Regions from separate parts of the Zea mays genome. Here region 2 is linked to region 1. The links are chromatin contacts, called in public Hi-C maps. All regions are on one chromosome and are shown on one strand. Each heading gives the region's core, a stretch centred on a gene start, on an enhancer-like site or on the middle of the called end of the contact. The rest is flanking DNA. Distances are from core to core; before and after follow the strand shown. Region 1 holds the start of LOC103646318 (protein FAR1-RELATED SEQUENCE 6). Region 2 holds the start of LOC100284348 (Bowman-Birk type bran trypsin inhibitor).

Region 1 (5,414 bases), core at 1,535-4,034:
CTAATTTGGATCAAGTTTTTGTTTAAGTTGTGTTTTTCAAGTGTAATCTATTCATCCCCTCTAGGTGACTATCAGGTGGCTCGAGCTGATGAGCGACAAGCAATGGAGTCGGAGCCGAGGCACGTACCTAGAATTGCTGGGCTCTGACTCCACTGGTGTATGAACGGATAATACTGACATTGTATTTAATTGTCATATTTTATTTGAATTTAGATTCAAATACAAACAATATTAGTAATATTAGATATGATATAAATAAATATAAATATTATAAAATATGACATAAGTATTTAAATGTGTATATAGTATCAAATGTTGAATATGTGAACTCGATATGAACAAACAGATTCATTAAATGATATGATCCGAAAAAACGTATGCACTGTTAGGGATGACAATAAATGCGTGTAATGTGGGTGGAGCAAACACCCATTCTTGTTGACACCCACGCACATCAAACCATACTCGCACCCATAATGCTTAATGGGTGAATATTTATGCCCACACCCGCTAGGTGTTGGGTGTCCATTGGGTGATCGACGATCAGTGGCTATCCGGGCTGTAGCTCCGGTCGGCTGGGCAAAAGCGCTTATAGTATATATAGTTTTAGTACATAAAAGCTAACTAAAATAAATCACATTGTGTAATCCAACATCTACGTACGATTCTATGGTCACCCTTTTACCGCAGCACGACGCATGCACATGCATGGCTATGCCAGCCTATGTCCGTGGGACCCAGGGCCTCAAGCTAGTTTGCCAGCAGCATGTAGCTAGCAGTGCATTAGCCAAGGATCGAAATGCACCACGCACGCGGCAAACCAACAGCAAGCAGGCGCTCAGTGGCTGGCCAACGCAAGGTAAGTTGCGAGCAGCTCTCACACTCTATGTAAGTTGTTTTTTAATTTTAATTAATTTTATTTCATCAATTAATTGATAGGTTAGTTGATAAAATTAATTTTTACATTTATTGGGGTAGGATAGATAGGTTTCTCATCAAGGTAAAAGATGATTCTAACCCATCATTTGGAACTAATTAGAGCTTTTTTAAAGATTTGAATTATATCATTTAGTTTAGTCTATTTTTTCTTAGTTTTATATTAGTAGTCCCTCCTTTAATGTAATCCTGGATCTGCCACTGTCAACGATTGCAAGTAATTAAATAAAAGCACCAGAAATAGTAAGGGAAATACATATAATTATTTAGAAGTATACCATAGGTAATTATTTAGAAGCATACAATACATCATGCAATATCAATTCACATTTCAGTTTCACATGACCATACATTTTTCAAACAATTCTATTCAGTTCCAGTGACACATACATAACATAACTATATAAGAAGTCTAGCACGCCAAATAACAATAAAACCATCTAAGTTTTTACATCTCAGATTGGCTAATTAGCAGTAAAACCACACTTGGCAAAATAATATTTATTACATGTTTAAACATCTAATGAGCATTAGAATTAAAGAGATACTATGAAAATCAGTCATTCAACCATCACAAAAAATCTACCTCTTTAAAGCACGATTTTCGTGAGTCGTGTGTCATGTACGAAGTGTGTATGGAGTATATCTGTTTTTCTCCTCCATGTCTCATCTAACAATCAGACAGTTACCTGCCAGACGGGCCATGAGAAAACACTCAAGCCCAATATGACACGAAGCCGCATGCAACGCATCGTTCTCGGATAGTTTCACCTTGCTAATTGAGGGAGGACAAGCGACCGAGCGAGCTATTAAAAAGTGACAAGTCTTTTTTCAACTCATATCTTTCTCGGCCTTTTAGCTAAGATAAAATATAATATCCACATTTTTATATCTTATATGTGGGCTATATATCCACTTTAATTTTAAATTTATTTTTTTGTGTGGAGGATCACTTTAATTTCAAATTTATTTCTTGTGGGATGGTCAATCACACTGATTTACTATTGTTGTACCGTCACAACACACGAACATTATACTATATATGTAAAAAAACTTAAAATTAATATTCTAGGACTTATTGAACACCCATGCGCAAAGACTACATCAAGCTCTAATAACTAATTATTTTAGGGTTAATTAGAAATATGTCACTCCAAAAAGTTAGAAACTAGTGCATTTTTATGGCACTCTATGACATCAAAATGAACTAATTATCTAAATTTGTAAAAGTTGAGTGACATGTATACAATTAACGCATTATTTTACGGATCCCCACGAGTGGAATTTGAACACACGAAACCAGTGGCCACCCTCATCCTTGTGCGTGACAGTGTGAGCCATCCCTACGTACCATACAGTACCTTACCTTTATGTGAGGTCTCCACCTCAAGAATTTTAGGTTCATTCTAGCTTATTCTATCTAAATAGGTTAATTTCATGAGCTCTAGCTTCAAAAAAACTAGAGGTCAGTTTCATAAAATTTTTGAATGTCCTTAAAAGGTGCTTGAAAAACATTGTTTTCATACCTCTACATAAAATTGCACAAAAATTAACCACCATACCTTGATTACATGATCTACTGATTCATGTCTCTTTCTCCACCCACTAATTATCAAGGACAATTAAAGAAACTCGCACAAACTAATTGTATTACAAAAATTAGAGTCTATTTGGAGCCAAAACTCTTGAACCCTAATTTACCCATCTGTTGAAGTTGTTTTATGATAAAATTAGAAAACCGAAACTGTAATTCTTGAAATGAAGACCCTGGCCATTGTGCCACAAGCCCACAACACGTTGAGATCGGTTGGGCTTTAACCAGTAGCAAATTTTTTTTTCCAAAAAAAGTCCATCTCAAGCCCAAGCCCAACCGTCTACCACCTCCTCGATCCCGTCTCCCTCGCGTCGCGTTCCTCGTCCGTTCGCCGCCGCCGTCTGCCTCGCACCGCTGACTGTGCCCCAGCCCAGATCGATCCTCCACAGCAGATAGGGGGGGGGGGGGGGGGGGGGGGTCTCTCTCTCTGTCTGCGACGACTGGGTGGTCTACCGCCGTTGTCTTCTCCGGCGAAGAGCGCCCACCAGGTACTCCCCCCTCTTCCCTATCTGCTGTGCGAAACCGACTTTTCAAAATCTAACCTCAAGCTATTTGATTGATGCCTACTAACTTCTAACTTACTACAAAAACTATTGGGTTGCCCATTACTATATCTGCCCTGGTGCTATTGTTGATGAAGATAGGTTTCCATGTACATTAAGGTGTCGTTTGGTTGTATCATTTGTAAATGTAAACGCAAATGGTAATGGAACTGACCGCTAATGGAAACATATTAAACAATACTGACTTTGTTTGAGTAAAATACATTTCCGGCCTTAAACTTGTCGCCCTATGTCAGACTGGTCTATAAACTTTTAAAGTGTGCCAGTCCAGTCCTTAATCGGTCGTGATTGACATGTGGACCCACATGTCAGCCTATGTCAGCCTGTGTATCTTTTTTGTCTCTCTTTTTCCGCATGTCTGGTGAGGGAGAACTGAGAAAAGAGAATACACAGGCTGACATGTGGGGTCCACATGTAAACCACGACCCGTTTGGACCTAACTGAGATCCAAACAACAATTAAGGACCAGACTGACACACTTTAAAAGTTTATGGACCGGAATGACACGGGGCAACAAGTTTATCGACTTTGTTTGGTTCCATCGATAATGAAATCAGATAACAGAGACTGAGAGCTCGTCTTCCTCATCTACGGGAACTCAAGACACTGTGTCGTTGATGGTATACTGCCGGTTGCATCTGTAGGACAGGGTCCATGAGACGCTGCCCAGTGTCACGCCGACGCTGGCGACCAACAGCCCTCTCAGCTGCACCACTTAGGCAATCGGGCTCCCTCATCTGCGCACGCATGGCATGACTTTGGCTGCAGGCGCTGCTGCCGTGCATCCACGCACACTGCTACACCGGTGGGGTGAAGCATGGTGACCTGCTAAGCTTGCCTTCCATGGCAGATCTGAAGAACAAACTAGTTTAGGGTTGGGAGAAGAAGATCAGAAAGATGTGAAAAGATGGAGAAAGAGCGCAGGCTCCCTTACCCAGCAATGATCCGATGGATGCAGCACATTGCTGCATGGCTGTGGCAGAGACTATGCGTTAAGGGTTTGTCGCTTTTGCTGACTCATCATCTGTTGGCACTTGGCAGGCATGCTGACAGTTGATTATTAACTCTGGAAAGTGCGTGGTATGCACTTTACACTAGCTGGTAACAGGTACGCCATGACCTGATTATTTCCCATCTAAAACAAACATAAACTAATTATACGGGATATCCCTATAAACAGATCACGGAGCAAAGCAGTCAAACCAAACAGCACCAAGTGTGGAACTGAAATACCATATAAATTGTTTTGTTAAACACTTTATTTACTTTTGTTGTCTGTCAGTATGTGCCCCGGTGTTGGTGGTTTAGGCCCTTAGTTGGTGACCTGGCCGTGCTAATTCACCAGATCCGCCGTTCTTCAATGGTACCACCCATGACCCGAATTTGACCCGCCTCTATCTGTTCCCCATAAGGCCCTGTTCGTTTTCTATAAATCCATATGGATTGAGGGGGATCAACTCCCCTACAAGTTAAAATCCTCTCCAATCCCTTTCAATCCCCCTCAGTCCATATGGTTTAGGGATGAAACGAACATGGCCTAAGGCTGTGGTAATAGTTTTGATTCCACTCTAGTGTTTATGTTCCATAGGAACTTAGATTCTATGTATAAACCATGACAAGAATAGTGTCATTCCCATCACTTTCTTCTATTTATAATGCTCTTCCTTTCCTGACCATACTAGTTGAAAGTTCAAAGGCTTGTATTGTCTTGATCTACAAAAACAATCCGGCATTGTGGTGTTATCCCATATATATGTAAGGTTTTTGGTACAAAAAATAGCATGATCATGGAATTTCTCTAGTATTCATGCATTTTTATTTATTTTTTTATCAAGCCCTGCCCTCTACTTGCGATAACTTATCTATCAAGTGTCTGTGTCACTACAAATGAAAATACCGTGCTACATTTGTTTGTTACAAAGGCGGCATAGCTAGGATTAAGCCTGGCCTCAAAGCTCGAAGGAGGCTTGTTGCAAGGACTGGTTGCAAAGCAATGATGGTAGTGAAGTTTAATGCCAGTGACCTGGCCGTGCTAATTCACCAGATCCGCCGTTCTTCAATGGTACCCCCATGACCCGAATTTGACCCGCCTCTGTCTGTTCCTCATAAGGCCCTGTTCGTTTTCTATAAATCCATATGGATTGAGGAGGATCAACTCCCCTACAAGTTAAAATCCTCTCCAATCTCTTTCGATCCCCCTCAATCCATATGGTTTAGGGATGAAACGAACATGGCCTAAGGCTGTGGTAATAGTTTTGGTTCCACTCTAGTGTTTATGTTCCATAGGAACTTAGAGTCTATGTATAAACCATAACAAGAAT
Region 2 (5,414 bases), core at 1,747-4,246, 240 kb before region 1:
CTAGGAGTGCTTTTACTTTTACATTGTGAGAAAGACAACTTTTAGAAAAAGCTACTTCCTGGATCAAACCTTTTGGTTTGGCTTTTGACTTTTAGGGGCAAAATCCAAATCCAAAAACCAAACCAAACACACACTAATAGTGTAGACCTTCTCTATGTTGGCATCGATCCTCGGCGAGACACCACGAAACTAAGGAACTTGTCTGAAGATACCCTGTAGCTATACTTCTCTATTGAGCATCAGGCAGGTTTGATGAAGACACTAAAAACGCCAGTCAGGTCATAGAGGATTGAAGCACTATGACAGGACTTAACCATGATATCATATGTATTATACTAGGTGTGTGCCCGTGCGTTGCAACGGAAACATATAATACCATGGGTAACTTATGTAAGCTGGGGATGAGCATCGACGCATATTTGACCGGATCTTTTTCTTCCTTGGGGATCTGGGAGTGTTGCAACGGGAACATATAATATCATTGGTAACTTATTTATCAATTTAGGTGGGGCAGCAGGCTGCTGCGCTCTTGGGAGAGCAGCCCGTCTACCACGCCGTATAGCGTACCATTGGCTGCGGGGCCGCCATGCCCTCAGTGGCGCTGCCCGGCAAGGAGGGTGGGTATTTGGGGGAGTATCGGCGAAGTATTACTCAGATCATCTAACCAACTCAGCTAAGTTCCAGTGAACACAACTGAAGCCGCGTGTATTCCGTTTCATCATCGATCATATGCATTATTATATACAAGTTAATGCAGTATATATACTACTTTCTACCCACCCAATTCTCCTAATAATATGCATTCACAGTAAATACAACAATCTCCTAGCAACAAAAACCTTAAAAACGGATGTATTCCTGAGCGCGTCACTTGTAGGCGTGGATGTAGTCTTGGAAGTAGAAGTTCTGGATGAAGTTGGCAAGCCAGCGGGAGGCAGCGAAGCACAACACGGCTGCCAACACGACCGCGGCCCTCTGAACAGTCGACGTGAGGACCGTTCCCTTGGCGACGGCAAGGAACCCGACGACGGCGACCGAGGCCACCTGCAGGGCAGCCTCGAGCGCCTTCATGGCCTTGAGCGCCGCGTTGCAGCTCCTGCACTGCACCACGCGCGACCAGTACCTGCCATGAGCGTTCACAGTTATATGTTTCCGTTGCAACGTATGGGCGCACACCTAGTTCAGTGATAAAAATGATTCGGGAGAAAAAAAGCTCCAGCATATCCGCTTTCTAAGTCTTATTTCGTTTTTAATTTTCCCTTGAAACCCCTTGATTACGTGGGACCCAAACTGTTATGATAATATATATTGAGATGCGAAAGTATTAATTGTCATTCCATGCTCTTAATAGCATCTTTTATAGACTCTTGTTCTATGCTCTTGCTAGCACTAATTGAGACAAATTATTCGATAAAATATTTGTGCACAATGATTCGAATAACACATATATTATCATAGACTTCAATATCTCACAAATTATGTCAACAACCAATCTCTACTACAAAGCATCACTTTACACATGCTGTGGTGGAACTCATAAGTTCGTTTCACAATCAGAATAGCATTACCTAAAATCCGATTCTTACGATGGCTGATGGTATAAAGTTACAAAAGTTTAGAGGGAAACAGAGGCTCCACGGTAGTGTTAGGCACGAAGTTTAAGATAGCCTTCTGAACAGACCTCACATGCAGGGCTACAAATCTTACTGGAAAAACAAGAGTTTGCTACAAATCATATATGCTACTGTAGCAAATTATTAAAGGTCGACCACACATGTATGATGTATGCCACCCACCCACCCGTCCATGCATATGCACACCGACAATTTATGCCAATCGCGTAATTTTGGAAGAACATGATGACTTGTGCTCTCAAATCCTTGGTCCTTGCTGTTCTTAAGTATAGAACTATAGTTCACTTCTGTATTCTCATTTCTCTGTTAGGATTGGGGAACAATTGAAAGATCGTACCGCAAGTGCATCTATCGTACTACAAAATACCTAGCATGATTCATGATCTATGATTACTACCTTAGCTAAGTTCTTATCTCCTCTACGAAGACATTAGTACTACTACTAAGTAGGATTTGAGCTTGCTAGGCATCATGCGTCCATCCACAATATTTCTAGATGAAATAGATGCCATTACACTAGTATAGAGAAGCTCTATAGTGGCGATAGTGAATCTATTTTCACTGGCGTTTTTTAAACCACCGGTGCTAGAGACCAGTATAAGTCATCATTTTTACAAGCGGGTAACTGAGGACCGTCAGTGGAAATCGATTTCCACTGACGGTTGAGCTAAGAAAACCGCCAGTAAAAATCGATTTCTACTTGCGGTCGACGTAATAAAATCGTAAGTGAAAATTATTTTCAAAAAAATAAAACAGGTTTTAAAAACAATAAAAATAGCATAGACGGTTGATAACCGGATTCGTCTGTAAAAATATACCGTACCACATGCTTTGAGCCTTTTTTTCTACTAGTGTTATCAGTCAGCTGCGTGTGTCACACACACTCTGGGTTATGTTTTTATTGTATTTCATGTTGCTTGTGGTCTAATTGCTCTCGCAAATGTAGATTTTATTGTAATTCTAAAATGATGTTAACACTGTTTAATATTTTTTAATTTAATAAGCTATGAACTGTATATTGTTGTAATATTTATATTTTATATGGTTCAAATATATAGGCCAGACTTAATTCGCCACGCCAACGAAGTCACAACATATTTTAAGTCCGAACTGCATTACTGTTTCTACTCTTTAAGCTGATATGACATAACTTAAAAGTTTTTTAGTCTTCTTAGTCTAAGGGGGTGTTTGGTTTCTAGGGACTAATGTTTAGTCCCTTTATTTTATTCCATTTTAATCTATAATTTTAGAACTAAAATTGAATAAAATGTAGGGACTAAACATTAGTCCCTAAAAACCAAACACCCCCTAAATCTATTTAGTCCAAATCACGATGGATCTGGCCTGGACCGGCCCGTCCTGGCCCGATTCCCAGCTGCGAGCTGGACTGACCAGGAACCACACATGCAACCAAACCACTCGTATGTACTCGTACAGTCGTACTCTATATGTTACTGTAGCAAATTATTAAAGGTTGAGCACACACATGAATGCCACCCGTCCATACATATCCACTAGGGCGGTAGGGCCACACGTATGGATGGGTGTATTTATTTCCATGCGCCTGCGAATGAATAATCATCAGCAACAACTTCAGGCTTGGAGAAAGAAGAAAGGCATAGCAGCGGGCAGCGGCATGGGCACCAGCCCCGTCATCCCTGCGACGATGCTCTTCGTCGCTCTTCTTGTCGCTGTCTGCTTCGGCGCCACCGCCGCCAGGTCCAGCCACGCCCGCCACACCGACGCCGACGACGCGATTCGTCTCCCCAGCAGCTTTGGCGCTGGTGGTCGACCGTGGAATTGCTGCGACTCCGCTATCAAGGACGCCTCCCTGCCGGCGTGGCGCTGCAACGACGTGGTGGACAAGTGCTCCGCCGACTGCCAGGACTGCGAGGCGTCGCCGGCCGGCGACGGCTTCGTCTGCGGTGACTTTATCTTAAGCCTGACCGAGCCCCCGGTCTGCACACCGAGGCCGTGGGACTGCTGCGACAGCGTGGCCTGCACAAGGGACTACATCCCCAACTGCATGTGCCTGGACAAGGTGGAGTCGTGCTCGAGCAACTGCGAACGGTGCGAGTTTCTGTATCATTCGGACCCTCCTCGCTTCCAATGCCGAGACATCTTCCACGGCTATCCTGGTCCCAAGTGCAGGACATGGATCAGTACGAGCAACTAGCTCAGCTCAGCTACTTGCTAAAAGTAGCGTAGCGCAGCGCGCGCGGCTACTTGCTAGTATACGTACGTCCACAAATAAAAATAAAAGTGGCTAGCGTACAAAGCTAACATCTGGTTGTTCGTCCCGACATGGACGATTAGCCTAGCTCGATCGCTAGCTGCTGCCACTCTCGTTCGATTTAATTTCATCCCCATGTGTGGCGGTGTAGGGAGTGTGGATATGATCATCCAATAAAGTAGTCTACTGAAAATGAATAGTCGTTGATCATATTAATATACATCCATCTCATTTTGTTCACTATGTTATTCGAAAATAATACTCCCTCCATTTCATTTTAGTTGTCGTTGGATAGTGCAAATTGAACTATCCAGCGACAACTAAAAAAACGGAGGGAGTAATTTTTTCGTTGTTCCAGGATCAGCTCAGCGTTGAGGGTGTTTATTACTAGTTCGGAACCGACTATAGAGCCAATTAGTGCACGTAAAACCTGAAACTGCTGCACGGTACTCTAAATATAAGATACAATTAAAATACAATATAATATAGTGGATGTGTGTAATATCCAATTTGTAAACAATAAGAAAAGAGTTGATCTCATCATATGTTTTGCCCTCTACTTATTGGAACATATGAACAACCATATTTAAAGCGAATAATTAACTAATGATATAAAAAATAATACATGCATCATGCTAGAGTTTATATGTTTGTGCATCTATAAATAATAATAATATTAATAAAAACATATTAGTGCCAAATTGGGATGTAAGACCAAACTTGCCATTTAGAAATTGAAAATGATATAAAGAATAAGGGAAATACTATATAAATATAAGGAATATATATATATATATATATATATATATATATATATATATATATATATATATATATATATATATATATATATATATATATATATATATATATATATATATATATACACACACACACACACCTGTTCATTCTGGTAGGTAAATTTGTCTATTTTCTAAATATGAACTCCACAACAAAATTTGAAACCTAAAAATAGAAAAGAAAGGAAAAAGAAGAAAGAAAATAAGAAAAACCTGCCTAGGCCGCGTACCCCCATTTCGGCCCACTATACCAATTCCACCGCGCGGCCCAGTACTTCAGCCGGGCGCCGACACCCCGGACCCACACGTCGCCTACTCGGATCACCAGCCCGTCGTGCTGCGTGCACCGATCCCTATCTCATGGGCCCTCAACGTCAAGCGGCCTGGCCTCGGTTGCTCACGCGCGCGGTATTTATGCCTGGCGAACGGGTCCCGCAGGTTAGCACTCCGCCCTCCCATCGCCTATACTCAGTGCACCGCGGTCCCACTTGGCAGCCGGACTCGGGTGATCGTTTCCGACGCGCCCGCGACCGATGCGGCAAACGCGGGCTCGCGCCAATCTCACGAAGGTTGAAACCACCCGCGAGCTGACCACGCCTTGCGCCCGACGGCTGTGGACGGAACCACCCCCTCCGTGAGTCATGGGGTCTGGACTATTTAGACATGATGGGGGGGGGGGGGCTCATTGTTCTGTTTTCCCCTCTGCGCCGCCAGTGTGTCCAAGGATTGGGGAAGAGAGCCTCGCCT

Evidence for each region. Hi-C and Micro-C count contacts between places; a contact is called where the count stands out from the background.
Region 2: a Hi-C map of ear shows a contact between it and region 1, with 4 times the contacts expected there. The contact joins the promoter of LOC100284348 here to the promoter of LOC103646318 in region 1. A contact is called at or near these places in 5 of 25 Hi-C or Micro-C datasets (ear, leaf and tassel).

The regions. Positions count from the first base shown.
Region 1 is chr2:39,409,707-39,415,120 of Zm-B73-REFERENCE-NAM-5.0, reverse strand. LOC103646318 (protein FAR1-RELATED SEQUENCE 6) reads left to right here and starts at 2,784. Exons shown (of 3, transcript XM_008671049.3): 1 at 2,784-3,018.
Region 2 is chr2:39,653,352-39,658,765 of Zm-B73-REFERENCE-NAM-5.0, reverse strand. LOC100284348 (Bowman-Birk type bran trypsin inhibitor) reads left to right here and starts at 2,996. Exons shown (of 2, transcript NM_001157243.2): 1 at 2,996-3,055; 2 at 3,232-4,087. The coding sequence starts at 3,271. The coding sequence ends at 3,810.